Linked DNA regions of Mus musculus: region 1 is linked to region 2. The links are chromatin contacts, called in public capture Hi-C maps. All regions are on one chromosome and are shown on one strand. Each heading gives the region's core, a stretch centred on a gene start, on an enhancer-like site or on the middle of the called end of the contact. The rest is flanking DNA. Distances are from core to core; before and after follow the strand shown.

Region 1 (7,464 bases), core at 159-2,658, 290 kb before region 2:
CCTCCTGCCCTCAGGAACCCCCTCTGCCCCCTGCTATCTTCACATGCTTTTACCTCAGCATAGCCCTGTCCCACTGGGCACACATTGGGGTGTGCTGTTGTGCTCCTTCTGTGCTGACAGTGTAGGTAAGAGGGGGCTGTGGAGCGCCCTCCTCTGGGAGTAACACTTGCTAACTTTCGTGAATGAAGAGTTTCCTGCCCTTGGCACTGAAACCAGAGAAGTCACCCTAGTGAGGCACAGCTTAGATTCTGCCCTTTGAGGACAGTATGCATGGCCCTGGACAACTGGAAGATGCCTTGACAGACAGAGGTAGGCTGTGAAGGTCCTTGTATATATGGCTAACTTGTTTGGAACTTACTCTCCTGGGTCCTATGGGAATCATCAAGGCTCCTGTTCCATTATTAATATAAAATGCCTCTCATACGAACGACCATGTTTCAAACATCTGTTTCCCAGGTCATGGTCTTGTTTTGTGGGGTTGAGCTATTGAGAAGTGGGGCCTGCTTTGGAGGCAGGTTTTTAGGGGTTGTCTTTGAAGGTGATGCCTGGCCCCTGCTTTACCTCCATAAGAAAATCCTTCACAAAAGTATCCTGCTGCTGTGACAGTCCTTTCACCTGTATGGTAGAAACCATGAGCCCAAACGAATCTTTGCTTCCTTGAGTCAGTTTGCCATAACAGTGTGAAAGTCACTAATACTGTCCTAAGCAGAATGGCTTCGCACTGCTGCCTTTAGGAGGCCTGTGCTGGCATTGAACCGTGTGGGTTAAGTTGCAGAGGTAGACACAAGGGGTCAGCTGCGCAGCAAGTGCTCATCTGAGGGAGCTGAGTCTGAGAAGAACCAGCAATTTGCCCAGGGCTGCGTGGCAGGCCAGTGGTGGGTTATAAGCGCAGGCCACAAAGTCCATATCCTCACCTGTCACTCCGTCATTGCTGCTGATCAGCTTTAACGAATCAGTCATTCAGTTGCTTGTGTATGCCCAGTTTTGTTTCAGAAAATAGTTGCAAGCATACAATGTCATAAAGCAAAGTTACAGTTAAGTAGGAAGATGGGCTAAGTGCATAGATCATATAGCAAATAAACCCTGACCAAAAATACCCACATAGAAAGTAATGCGAGTTTTTAGTTGTGGGGACAAGAAGAGTCTTCAAAGGAAACAGACAAAATTCAAAAATCAGTATGGATTAGCTGATTAAAAATCAGAATATTTAACAGTAGTAGACACAGCTTTTTATAATGCCCAGAAATTTGTCAGGAAGCACCATAGATCAAAGCTAGGAAGAAGATGCTCCAAAAGTCTGTGAGATACCCAAAAGAAAGCTTTCTGAATCACCAGCAGTGTGTTTTTTTAAGTGAGCATGGGAGCTGATCCGAATCCTCACATGTGGAAGGGCAGAAGGGCACTTTGCCAGGAAAGCTTGTGTCATGCTGGAATGTGAAGGAGCTAGACGGTCTGCTGAGGCACAGTGACACTAGGACCAGGGACATTGGTTTGAGGCCATCAGAGCTGAATGTGAAGGCTCCTAGGAATCCAGTGATTTCTAAATCACGTCCCTTGTGCCCCAGACTTCATGATGTGACAGGTACATGAGAGAACAGCTTAAAAGTAGGAAGTGTTTATGTAAGCCTCGGGTGTCATCTGGCTGAGTGGCTGTGAGCATCTGACAAGGGAGACTCTCATGGCAGCAGGAGCAGGTGGCAGAAGTGTTAAATCAGAGAGCCAGAGAGGAAAGGGCCAGAGACCTTTAAAGGTCTTTAGAGGCACCACCAGTAAAATTCCTTCCCACAGATGTGAAGCAGCATCTGTCCCTTCTTCCAAGGTCCCAACCAAAACCTGAGGCATGATTCTGCCAAAGTTCAGTGGGGAACCAATAAATTATTTGGTTTCCTTTTAGAAACTTGGGGATGGGGAGTGATTATAGGGCTGTGACCACTCCCTCTGTAGCCAGCTGCATTAGAAGAGGGCGTCCCCCAAAGCCACATAGATAAAGCTCCCACTCTAGTCTCACTCAGCCTGTATGCTGCATCCCCTCAGCCCACACCAGGCCACCTCAGGCAGTTCCACTCTGCTGCGGAAGGATTGATAATACTGGGTAATTCTTCCTCTTGGGCTGTTACTGGCAAACTCATAGGATAGGGCCTTGTGGGTGATCTTTTTGTATCTGTTGTAAATATTTTATCCATTAGCAATTATCGAGATGCCCTGACAGCTTGCAGAGATGTGAGGCTGCCAAGGTGAAGCATTTTAATTGTGTGAACTTCTTGCAGAACGCTGGCTGAAATAGCGGCTGCCACATCGGTCCACGTGGTTGCAGTGATTGAGCCCATCATCCAGCATGCAGATTGGTTCTTCCCTGGAGGTACTCATGGGTCCAGGCTTACGGATGCTGAAGCTGTGCCACAGTAGTACACCACATTTTTTAAAGGAAGAAAACATGTTGCTGGTTATGTAATTGGTTTTTCTTCCTCACACTTCACTTCAGATTTCGTTCATGTACATTCATATTTTGATATGGTGATAATTATATTATTTTCCGATTCCCTTAGTTTCACTAAAATATGCTTGCATAGTATGTATTGAATTCCGGCTAGTGGCTATGGTTGTATACTGTCTGCTCTGAAGGAACTTGGATTCCCCGAAAAGGCAACCATATAAACAGATCAGTTATAAAATTATCAAGTGGCAGATTAGAATGTTGGATAGAGAAAGATTTGACAAGCTTAGTTGCTGAGAAAAGAGAGCCAAGGTCTGCTTTTTAGGAGTGATGCTGCCAGCACAGGGGCCCTTCACTTAGCACAGGTTTTGTGGTGAGCGTAGACAGTTGTTTGGACTATCAAAAGTAGAAAATAAAGCAGGCAAGGCTAGGGCTGGTTGGAGCTGGTTTGTGAAGGTCAGAGGATTAGGGTTTTATTCTGTAGCTAGTGAATTTTCCAGTTTCTCTTGTTGTGATCATGGGATCCACAGAGGTTCCCATGGCCTCCTCCTCAGGAGCTGGTTGTATGGATGTTGTGTCCCCAGGTGTTGCCCCTGCTTTTCTCAGTACAGCCCAGCTGCCTCGTGCACTGCAGTGTGAGCTCCTGATGCCTGATGCAGGGCTGGGCTCAGTTCTTTTCTGTCTTCCTGTCCTCGAATCAATCATTGCTGCTGCTTAGCAAAAATGGGTAGGAGAGAGATCTATTGTCCTTGAGCTCCTCCTGTGGACTACCGAGGCTCTCCTCCCACTGGGGCATTGGAGACCCCCCCCCCCCCCCCCGTGCCAAGTCTCACATTTGTTTCTCTTCTGACAGAGGTAGAATTCAATGTATCAGAAGCATTTGTGCCACTTGCTACCCCGAATTCTAATCACTCATCCCATACTGGAAATGACTCTGACTCGGGGACTCTGGAGAGGAAGCGACCTGCCAGCATGGCAGTGATGGAAGGGGACTTGGTGAAGAAGGAGAGGTACGTGCAGAGCTGGTCACTTCCACAGAAATAATAGGTGTCATGTAGGAGGACACTCAACCATGCATCTGGTACTGGCTTAATGGCCTCCTTTGTGACCGTGACCTACAGAGTCTAGATAATTCAAGAACCACATTGTCCAACTCTACAGGCATTAATCTGTGCACAAAGTAGGGGGCGTAGCCTGTCTGTTAACATCTGCACCTTGTGCACCAGCCTTTACTTGATGGCCTATTTGTGCCCACGGTAAAAAGAGTGCTGTCACACACACTAAATCCACTTACATGTGTCTTGAGTGTTAAGGAAACATAGTTAACGTGTGGATTTTTGGCTGAGAATCATATGAAGACAACCACATTTCCCAGTGAGCTGTGGAGAAACATATTTTTGGCCTTGATATATTTGCTAACTGCTGAGAGAAGCCCCAGAATTTGACAGTCCTGGATGGGAGAAAATGTATGTTTTAAACTTCGAGGCAGTATATTTCCATCCTATTGTCTATGGGCACTTTATGAGATGTTCAGTTCTAATTAAGACTATGATTCCTGCCTTCATCGGGCAACGTAGCCCTTAAGTGAGGAAAATGCTAGCAAGTGACAGTTTCTCCAAGTAAGATGAAGCCGTGTGAAGCAGCTCGCTGCCCTCATACCCTGGCAGACTGCTCACCGTGGGCTTCTCTTGTTCAGAGAAAGCTTCGCTTCCATAGAGGCTTTCCCTGAGATTCACCGTCATCCTTTGTAATTGACTACTGTGACCTGAACCTCACTCAGTCCTTGCCATCGTCCCCTGGTGGCCTATTAGAGCAGTTACTCTTCTGAATTTAAGTTACATGAGGTGTTATTAGTCTCATTAGCCCATGACACACCATTCTTAGCTGTCTGCTCTGCTTATTCTCCAGAAAACATCAGTTAATGGGGTCCAGGCTCTCAATGTTCCAAACTTAAGAAAAGAAAATTAGGGGGCTGGAGAGGTGGCTCAGCGGTTAAGAGCACTGACTGCTCTCCTGAAGATCCTAAGTTCAAATCCCAGCAACCACATGGTGGCTCACAACCATCCATAATGAGATCTGACACCCTCTTTTGTGTCTGAAGACAGCTACAGTGTACTTACATATAATAATAAATAAATCTTAAAAAAAAAAAAAAAGAAAATTAGGTTTGGCAATGCAGACCCTAATGCTCTGAATGAAGAGTGTGTTCCTTCTGCCCCATCCTCCAGACGCCATCCTACCAGAAACCAACTGTTTTTTCCAGCTATCCATAGCTTTCAGCCAAATGCACACATACACACAGTTGCGTCTGTGTCTCCTGCAAGCTCAGGGGCAGTGGTGTGGCCTTGCACAGCCACTGGTGTGCTTATGGATGTGGCTTCCACCTCCTCACATGTGAGATGGGAACTCGATCGATCGATCGGCACAGAACTGTGTCACTCGACATGAGGCTGCCTGCTTGCTCTCAGCTGCACACACCACCTGCTCAGGGGCATCTGTTGATCAGTGTGTGAGGTTGGCTTTGCTAGGGTTCAAAGCCAGAACCAGGTGCTTGCTTTGGTAACTGGGATGACCGCTGACATGTCTTGCCACTTACCTGCATGCTGGGCAACGTGGGCGGCGTCCCTTCAGTGGTTTTAACAGTGAGAACCTGCGGGCTTCTGTCTCTCTAGTCGGCATGTGTGGTGTGTTGACTGTTTCTTCTCTCTGTGTAGCTTTGGTGTGAAGCTAATGGACTTCCAGGCCCACCGGCGGGGTGGCACTCTAAATAGAAAGCACATAGCCCCCGCTTTCCAGCCGCCACTCCCGCCCACGGATGGCAACGCCTTGGCTCCAGCAGGCCCAGAGCCCCCTTCTCAGAGCTCTAGGGCTGACAGCAGCTCAGGGGGTGGGCCTGTCTTCTCTTCTACGGGCATATTGGAGCAGGGGCTGAGCCCAGGTGACAGCAGGTAAGGAGCCCACTTCTGCTGGCAGACAAGGCTGGATGCCCCTGCCTACTTCCAAGTGGCCATCTTTGGCGTGGCGGCAGAGAGCAAACCAAAGTTGCTTTCACTCCTTTGGTTAGTGGGGGAGAGAGATTGCAAATTGCTTGTTTGCTTAGCAGCACATGTTGGTGTGCTTTGGTGCTGGAAAGTAGAGACTAACAGGTGTCTAATGGTGTGCTCGGCCTCTACCTGTTCAGTGTGTAGCTCTCAGTGTTCACGTACCCTTTGCCTGGGCGCTAGCTGAGTCACAGGATTCTTGCCATTTGTCATCCGTTTGCTCATTTAATAATTACATTCAGTTGCACAGAGTTGCCAAATAGCTGCTGTTGCACCAGGCTGCCAGCACACTGGGTGACTAAGGGTCCCTCCACCCCTTAGGCACACGGGTCCAAGAAAGAAAGTAAGGTGGCATGTGTTCTGAAAAGGCTTGTTCATTTGCTTGAACTTTGACACGATGCTGGGAGCTGGGCTTCACAGGGATTACCTTACGAGGCCTTCAGGCTGGAGATTTCTGCTCTGTACCACCCAGTTCTCCACTGATCAAGCAGAGGCCACTGCAGGACTGATCTCTGCTTCAGATCTGGTGGCTCTACAGGAGATGAGCCCTGCCCAAGTGCTGATGTTTCAGTTGTCATTGTTTTAGTCCTTGTCTTTGGACAGCCACACAGTGCCCCATGGTCACAAATGCACAAATGTGCATATGTGTGCAGTACATGTGCACAAAGCAAAGCCTGTTTACCATGTGTGGTTTATCACACAGATGGGTTTCCTTGCGGAACTCTGATTGCATCTTTTTGGTGGTTAGCCCATAATCCCAGTTACTTGGAAGGAAGAATAATTACAAGTTCAAGGCCAGTCTGGGTAACAGTGAGACCTTGTCTCAAAGTAAAAACTAAAGCATAGGGCTGAGGATGTAGCTCAGGTCGGAGCACTTGCAAGGTATGTCAGTAGACGTCAGAGAGAGCACAGGACTCTTGTTTTATCGCCGTAGCTGGACTCAGTGCTTATGTTCATCCATGAGTCCTGTAATCTAGGGAAGTCCATCTTTCAGTCAAGAAGTCTTGGCTGTGCTTTAGGAATGTGCTGGAGGTACCATGCTGTCAGTGACCACTCCGACATGCGGGCCTTGGTTTTAGAGTAAATGGTTTTTGTTTGTCCAAGTGATAAGCCAATTTCCTTATGACATGCAGTTTGTTTAACCAAAGCTGAATATTTAAGGAAGTAGTCAGCCGTCTGCAGAAAGAGGAGTGTGTGTCAGCCATCAGTCTGCCTTCTAGTTTCTATACTTGAAATATCTTTGTGCACACTTCAATGGCATCTGCCCTTTGGTGACCTTGACAAAATGTGATCTTTGGTATAGAAAGCTGTGAGCCGGGAAGTAGGAGGCCTGAATTGGCTGTCAGCTTTAGGCTGTCATCGGGCAGCTCCTCAGAGCTCCTCAGTCCAGGTAACTGATGGCAGAGTTGCTTTATGTTTGTTACTTTTGTACAACAGCTAGGAAAAAGTCCCCAAGCCTCATTTGCTTAAAATAACACCCAATTTAAGGACATGCAAAACAGAACATGAGGCTTACTGTGGATGCTCTGAGATGCTTGGCCTTAATCTCTGTGGCAAAGGAGCTGAAACTTAGTCTGTTACAGGGAATCTCAATGCCTAGTCTCTGAGTAAGATCTACTTATCTGCCCAATCCGAGCTCTTTAAAATGTCAGATAATCTTCATCTCTCTGGGTTCCGATGATTTCTCAAACTCTCTCTGTAGGGCTGGAGAGATGGCTCAGTGCTTAAAATACCCGATGCTCTTCCAGAGGACCAGACTTCAATTCCCAGCACCCACAGGCTTGCATCCACCTGTAACTCTAGTCCTCCTCTAACGTCTGTGCATACCTGCACACATGTAGCACACACACAGATCTTAAAAACAAAACCCCATTGTGTTAGACACTGTTTTGTTTTGTCTGCCATTCTCCAGACGGTACAGCATACCCGGCATTCCGGTAGCTTCTCCACTGTCTTGGTTGTTATGAGAGGTGGCTCAGGAAGGTGTTG
Region 2 (7,152 bases), core at 3,109-5,608:
ATCCGAGAAGTTATTTTTCTGCAACTCATACTCCCGTACCTTCAGGTCTTTCTCCAGAATTTCCTCTGCCTTGGCTCTGCGGACTGTACAGTGGACAGCAATCTTCTCATTTCTCCGGATGCCAAAGGACCAGACAGTGTATCTAGCTTTGGAAAACACCGGGGTCTGGCCTGTGAGCTGCTCCAACACCATGGCTGCCCGGGTCAGTCTGTCTCTGCTCTTCCCGACGCAGATATTGAAGCAGAGCATGAGGTTCTCCTTTTCCCCTTGGTCTTGTGCCATGGTGGAGAACAGGAAGAACGACATCAAAAGTTTTATACAACTCAGAAACAAAAGTAGGGCTGGCCAGAAAAAGCACTTGCCACCAAGCTTGATGGTGTGAGTTTGATTTATGAGCCCTATATGGTGGAAATTGTCCTCTGATGTCCCCCTCTACCCTCATCCCAAGTGTGTGTGTGTATTCCTTAAAATAAAGGGAAGTGCCACAATGATCCCAGTGTAGAGATGGATTAATCAAAATAGCATTGAACTCCTTACTGATATCAGAAATTGTAGTACAGAATTCTACAGTTCAAGTGTGAGTAAAAATAATTTTTCACACAGAGACCATGGGGTAAGAAGATCTCTGACATCACAGAGTGACACATTTTTTTACCTTCTGTGGTAAAATTCATGGATTTTTTTAGAACATGTGTCTCCAACTCCAAATGGTAAGAGAGGACACTATTTGTTTTGTCCTGTTCTGGTTTGCTTTAATTTTTTATTATTATTACTATATTCTAATGAGAGTGAGAAAGAAGGAATATGAACTTAGGTAGGAAGAAGTTAAGGGAGGGGAAAGAGCAACCAGACTACATTGTATGAAAAAAAAAATCTATTTTCAATTTAAAGAAAAAAATATCTTAAAAAAAAAAAGATACTAGGTGGAACTATGACTTGATGGAAGGGTGCTGTATCAGAGAGAATTCCCAAGAGCTGGCAGGATGGTAGCTCTGTGACAGGCCTACAAGGGCAGCCTGTTTTTTCTCCATGGGAAGGGAAAGGCTATTGAATAACCCAAACTGAAAAGAAAACCGTGAAGTGGATGGAACCCTTGGTTCATTTGAATGTACTGAGAGGAAGCCATAGTTCTGGGATCTATTGCAACCCATTTTCTTTTTCTTTTTTCTTTTTTTTCTTTCTTTCTTTTTTTTTTTTTTTTAGATTTATTTATTATGTATAAGTACACTGTAGCTGTCTTCAGACACACCAGAAGAGGGCGTCAGATCTCATTACGGATGGTTGTGAGCCACCATGTGGTTGTGGGATTTGGACTCAGGACCTTCGGAAGAGCACTTGGTGCTCTTAACCACTGAGCCATCTCTCCAGTCCACACCCATTTTCTAAAATGAGAGATTTTATTAATTCCAAGAAAAGTTTTTATGAGGAAACTTACTGTGCCAAACGAGTTGCGTTTTGAGGTGTTTTATACGGTCTTCATGATTGCAGTGTTTATAATGTGAGGAGGGGTAGGGTTGCATGAACGTATGCCCAAGGCACATGTGGGAAGGTCCAATGACAATCCTGGGGTTTGCACTGTCCTCTGCCTTTCTGTGGGTTCTAGGGATTGAATTCAGGTCATTTGCCTTTCAAGGTGAGCGCGACGATGCTGAGCCAGTTTACTGGCTCTCAGCTTCAGATAGATACACATCAACAGTTTTAAAGTCCATTTCAATTTAAGCCGGTGTTACAAGAATTACTTGGGGAAAGGTGCTTCAAAGTGTTGGCTTGCGCCTTTGTAAATCTGATCTATGGAGATAGTGCTTCTCCCCCCCCCCCCCTCTACCTCCCAGGATTGGGTTTCTCCATGTAACCAGGGCAGCCTCAGAGTCACAGAGATCCACCTGCCTCCGCTTCCCAAGCACTGGGACTGAATGTGTGCACCACCACCACCTGGCAATAACGCAGCTTTTAGTGGCATTTTTGTTTTGCCGTCGGTGACATTTAACACTTACAAATCAACCGGGCTATTGTACTTCTGTATAACTTAGGCTGTAATTTTGACAAGCTATAGGCAGAGGAAATGTTGCTATTTGAAAGCACTGTCTGTAGCTGCTCTAATGGCATATTCATCCCAGGGGACTTGTCTCTCAGTTAAGGAAAGGATCTTAATGACTAATTTCAGTTTAAAAGATGAAGAGCTACGGTGTACAAGGATGGGGTGGGGGGTGTACATGAAAAGCTCAGATGTGCTCTGAGAAGGGAGGGAGAGTGGTTAGAACATTTGTAAAGACTGGGGTCCTCCTACAGGGAAAATACCAGAAAGGGGCGGGGTGGGGGACAGCAACATAAAAAAAGGAGTAGACTAAAAACTAGATCTTGCACTACAAGCATCAAAGATATCAGGGATGAGCTGGCTACTCAGCTTGCTTGCCTAGCACGCATGCGTGAAGCCCTGGGCTACATTCCCAGCACTATAGTCAGGGTGCTGACGGTCTGTAATCCTAGCACTTGATGGATGGATGCAGGGAGACCAGGAGTTTATGGCTATCTTGGAGTGTGTTTGAAGCCAGTCTGGGACACATGAGACAGAAAAAGACAATAGGAAATGAAGTTCCTTATATTAAAAAAAATATCTCTAGATAGTTATAGAGAGCTTAGGTGACCAGTTGATGAGAAAGTTTGAAAACATTTAAACTAGTCAAGATGAGACGATCCTAGAAATGAAAACACTGACCAACACCAAGGGTCGTGTAATACAATTTTAGATAAAAAATGTTTAAAATGTGAAGATGTGAATCTTTTTTTCCAGAGACCATGCTTCTCTGTGTAGCCCTGGCTGTCCTGGAATGTTTTTTAGTAGCCCAGGCTGGCCTTTAATTGAGATCTGCTTGTCTCTGTTGCTTCCCAAGTTCTGGGATTAAAGGCGTGAGGCACTCTGTCTGGCTGGGATATTTTTTTTTTTCCAAGGACATTGAAAGAAAGATCTGTGCTTATGCTGAGGCACAACACAAGATAGCTTTACAGTTGATAATTTCCCACTCAGTCCACTTTTTGGCCCTCTATTCAATTCTGACAACTTGTTTGCCACTTCTGATGCAAGACCACAATGCTATGAGAGCTGCCTCAGCCATGGGCTAAAACGTGTGGGCCAGGTCTTTCCCAGATTAACTCTTTCCTGTAGCCCAGTCAGTCACTGTAATGTCAGCCACTGTAACCTTAGTCAGTGTAATCTCAGTCATAGCCCCAGTCAGTCACTGTAACCTGTTACTGTAGCCCTAGTCACTGTAGACACAGTGATATTTCAAGAAAAAAGCAAGGTTCATGTTGGTTTCAATAGTCATTGTCTACCTTCTGTTAGTGTTTTTGTTTTATTATATTATTTTATATTATTATCTTTATGTTTTTCAAGACAGGGCTTCTCTGTGTAGTCCTGGAACTCACTTTGTAGACCAGGCTGGCCCCGAATTCAGAAATCCATCTGCCTCTGTCTCCCAAGTGCTGGGATTAAAGGCGTGTGCCAACACTGCCTGGCTTATTTTTGTTTGAAGACAGGGTTCTTCTGTGTAGTCTTGGCTCTCCTGGAACTCACTCTATAAACCAAACTGGCCTTGAACTCAAAGATCCACCTGTCTCTGCCTCCCCAGTGTTGGGACTAGAGGCCTGGCTCAGGGTCTCACCCTGTAGTCCTGGCTGGCCTTGAACTTGTGGTATTCTTACACTGCTACTAACATTCTGGGGTGACAAGCTCAAGGCACCAGGGTAGCTCCATTGAGTTTTTTTATAAAGTTAGTGTAGAAGGAAATTAACAATCATTTTTTAGAAAATCCTTAATGCCAAAAATGATGTCAAAGGCTGGTCACTGAGGAGGCTTGGGGGGAGGAGGCTTAGCCTAAAGCCCCAAGTTTGATCCCTGGCACTGCATAGACCAGTCCAGGTGGTACATGTTCATAACCAAAGACCTGGGAAGCTGTGCCAGGGAGATCAGAGGTTCAAGGTCACTCTTGGGCTATACAATGAGTCAGAGTCTCAAAAAAGATGAAATGTGGGGGCTGGAGAGATGGCTCAGTGGTTAAGAGTACTGACTGCTCTTCTGAAGGTTCTGAGTTTAAATCCCAGCAACCACATGATGGCTCCCAATCACCTGTAATGACATCGACGCCCTCTTCTGGTGTGTCTGAAGACAGCTATAGTGTACTCAAAAGATGAAATGCTTTGGTAAACTGCTTATACTGCATGACTGGAAGAATTAACTTGAAATCTTGAATAGTCCTGCTAATCCCAGTTCTCCTGTATTTAGCATCTCCTGCATCTGTGTTCCTTCACAGCAGCTCTGGGATTTTAGTGTTTATTTGTGGAGCTCAGATGACAACCCTGAATGTCAGTCATCCCCTTCCACCTCGGGTATGCCAGGGTCAGCTGCTGTTCAGCTCTGCAGATCAGAAGAGGTCTGGAGCTGCTGGGGAATTTCTTGTCTCTCCCATCTCATCACACAAGTGCTTGAGTTGTAGAGATGTGCTCCTGGGTCAGGTTTTTCTTGGCTTCTATAGGTCTGAGCTCAGGCCCTCTTAAGCTACTGGAGAGGATGTGAACATAGTCTTTGTACATTGCTGGCAGGAACTAATTTTGCACAGCCCATTATGGAAAATATGAAGGTTTCTAAAATGATTAAGTAGCTGCGACAGTACTGTGCACCTATAATTACTCACTGCTACTCAGAGGGCAGATGTGAAAGTGGGTGGGTGGTAAGAGATCTTGAGCCAAGGAGGCCAGGCAACATGGTAACTCTATCTCAAAAAATAATTAGCCAGATGTATTGAAACATACCTGTAAACCCATTTGGTGTATACATCCAAAGGGAATTAAACCAATTTGTAAAACAAAACTTCTTCTCCATTGTAATACTATTCACAAGACAAAAAAAAAAGGAAAAAAGATTCCTAAGTGTCCATCAATTGTTTGACCAATAAAGATGAAATACTACTTACTTACTATGCACAGCATGTTCAGTCATAAAAAGAATGAAACCTTGGCATTTGTAATTTGAGGGTGTTCTTAAACATCCTTTACAATTTTTTCCTTTTTTTTTTATATAAAGATTTATTTTATGAGAGTACAGTGTCACTCTCTTCAGACACACCAGAAGAGGGCATCAGATCCCATTACAGATGGCTGTGAGCCACCATGTGGTTGCTGGGAACTGAACTCAGGACCTCTTGGAAGAGCAGTCAGTGCTCTTAACCGTTAAGCCATCTATCTATCCAACCCCTACAATTTTTATTAATCTACATGGCAAAGGGTGCACGTGTGAAGGTCAGAGAACTTGTCTGAGCGGATTCCTTTCTTCCGTGTGGGTTCTACCCACAACCCTGTTCATAAGGCTATAAAGGTTGATCTGATCCCTCAGCTCACACTTGCAGGTCCAGCACTTGGGAAGCTGCTGGAGGAGTGGAGGCCAGCCTGGGCTACATATAGGGTAACTGACCACTTTGAGTTAGTGTCTGAGCAAGAAGTAACACAAACCGTTGATTTTACAGATAAGGGTGCAGTTAAGGTGTTCAGCCATTGAGGTTGTGAAGGCCAGGCAATCGGGTTGCCTATCAAGTTTTTGTTCAGTAGGAAGCTCGAAGTTGTGGTGTACTGTTGCACAAGACTATATTGACTATATTGAACATTGTGCCACAGATTTCATAAAGCTAGATTTTGAGTGTGTGTGCGTGCTCTAGGTCTCTAGGCTCAATCCTTAGTACAAAACAAAAACGAAAGCCAACATCAGACCCACAGAACAAGAGTTCAAGGTCGGTCTGGGTTATGTGGTAAGACTGGAAAAAACAAAACTCCCAAAGGGCAGGAGAGATGGCTTAATGGCTCAACAGTTAGAGTATACTGTATACTGAATTTGGTTCCCAACACTCCTTTGGGGCAAGATAACAAAACCACCTGTTAAGTCCAGTCCCAGGGGATCTGACACCTTCTTCTGGCCTGCACATGGGCACTACACTCATATGCATAACTCCACAAACATAAATGACCATTATTTTTAAAAAGGAAAGGTAAATTTATAATGGTCAGATGCAATATGGCCTTCTTGGGGACCAGTAAACAGGGTGGAGACTTCCTGTTGTCTGATTCCTCTACATAAGGTGCAAGTTGGGACCAATCAGATATTAGCATTAACAACTGAGGTTGGGGAGAGAAAAACAACAACAAAAAAACCCAAACCACATGTACCATGAAGGGCTGTGGGTGTTTTTAATGGTTATACAAATACTAACTAAAACAAAACAAAAAACTTTTATTTAGCATTTCAAGTTGTCCTCCAAATGCTACATTCATACATTAAAAAAATCTGTATCATGTATGTTTATGGGAGTGGTTACACATGTACCACAGCACCTGTGTCCTTAAAGGGCAACCCTGGGGTTGGCCATCCCCCCTTCCCTGTGTGTCTCATTTGTGGCCCCTCACTGTAGAACACTGGAGTTACAGCACACATGTAGCATATCTAGACTTACTTGGGTTCTAGGGATTGAACTCAAGTCCTCAGGCTTGTGGAGGCACTTAACTCACTGAGCATGTCTTGAGCCTTTGCATGCTTCTGTTAAACAGTATCCGACATCTAGGTAGTTTGGGGGTTAGATGGGGAAGGGGGCAGGCACAGGTTCTGTGGCCGTTGCCATAACAAATCTATAGACTACAAAAACAAACAAAACCAAAAAAACCAAAAAGTAAACTAAGTTCAACCACCACCAAAGCTGGGAAAACTGCTCTTAATTGCAAAGGCACAACACTTAGAGGTGGTTCAGTAGCCAGGAACCTGTCATAGGAGTGGAGCTGCAACTAAAGTGAAGAAGGCCAGGTGAGCTTCAAGAATGAGCCCAATAATGTGAGTAACCAGTTTCAATTGTTGGAAACAGGACCTCAAAGTAAAAGTGGGAGTATGTTGTGCGTGGGCCTAAGTGGTCAGGACAGCTTAGCCCTGACAGCAGGTGTGTGTGCTTGGCATCAGGGCAGAGCTGAGCTCTCACAGCAAAGCTGATCTGGCTCCAAGGCAGCATCTCTCGATGACTTCCACACCTCTAGCACTTATGTTACTTTGGCTCAGTGGTGACAAGTGCTTGTTGCTCTTGCATAGGACCTGAATTTGGTTCCCAACGTCCACATGAGACAGTT

The links. Capture Hi-C pulls out chosen DNA fragments and counts their contacts.
Region 1: a capture Hi-C map of embryonic stem cells shows a contact between it and region 2, with 4 times the contacts expected there. The contact joins two enhancer-like sites. A contact is called at or near these places in 6 of 39 promoter capture datasets (cranial neural crest, frontonasal cranial neural crest, hippocampal neurons and 2 more), 16 of 484 Hi-C or Micro-C datasets (bone marrow-derived macrophages, cerebellar granule neurons, cerebral cortex and 10 more), 1 of 115 datasets of contacts at active chromatin or transcription factors (cardiomyocytes) and 2 of 9 other capture datasets (embryonic stem cells and liver).

Annotation. Positions count from the first base shown.
Region 1 is chr7:123,292,390-123,299,853 of GRCm38.p6, reverse strand. Arhgap17 (Rho GTPase activating protein 17) reads left to right here. Exons shown (of 20, transcript NM_144529.2): 15 at 2,268-2,359; 16 at 3,288-3,444; 17 at 5,149-5,382. Among named protein-coding and RNA genes, the nearest start is that of Arhgap17, 74 kb to the left of the region's middle. Within about 2 kb of position 1,408, at least 14 of the 459 cell types and tissues checked have an H3K27ac peak or open chromatin away from gene starts, as enhancers often do.
Region 2 is chr7:123,003,242-123,010,393 of GRCm38.p6, reverse strand. It overlaps the pseudogene Gm6905. Among named protein-coding and RNA genes, the nearest start is that of Rbbp6, 36 kb to the right of the region's middle. Within about 2 kb of position 4,358, at least 6 of the 459 cell types and tissues checked have an H3K27ac peak or open chromatin away from gene starts, as enhancers often do.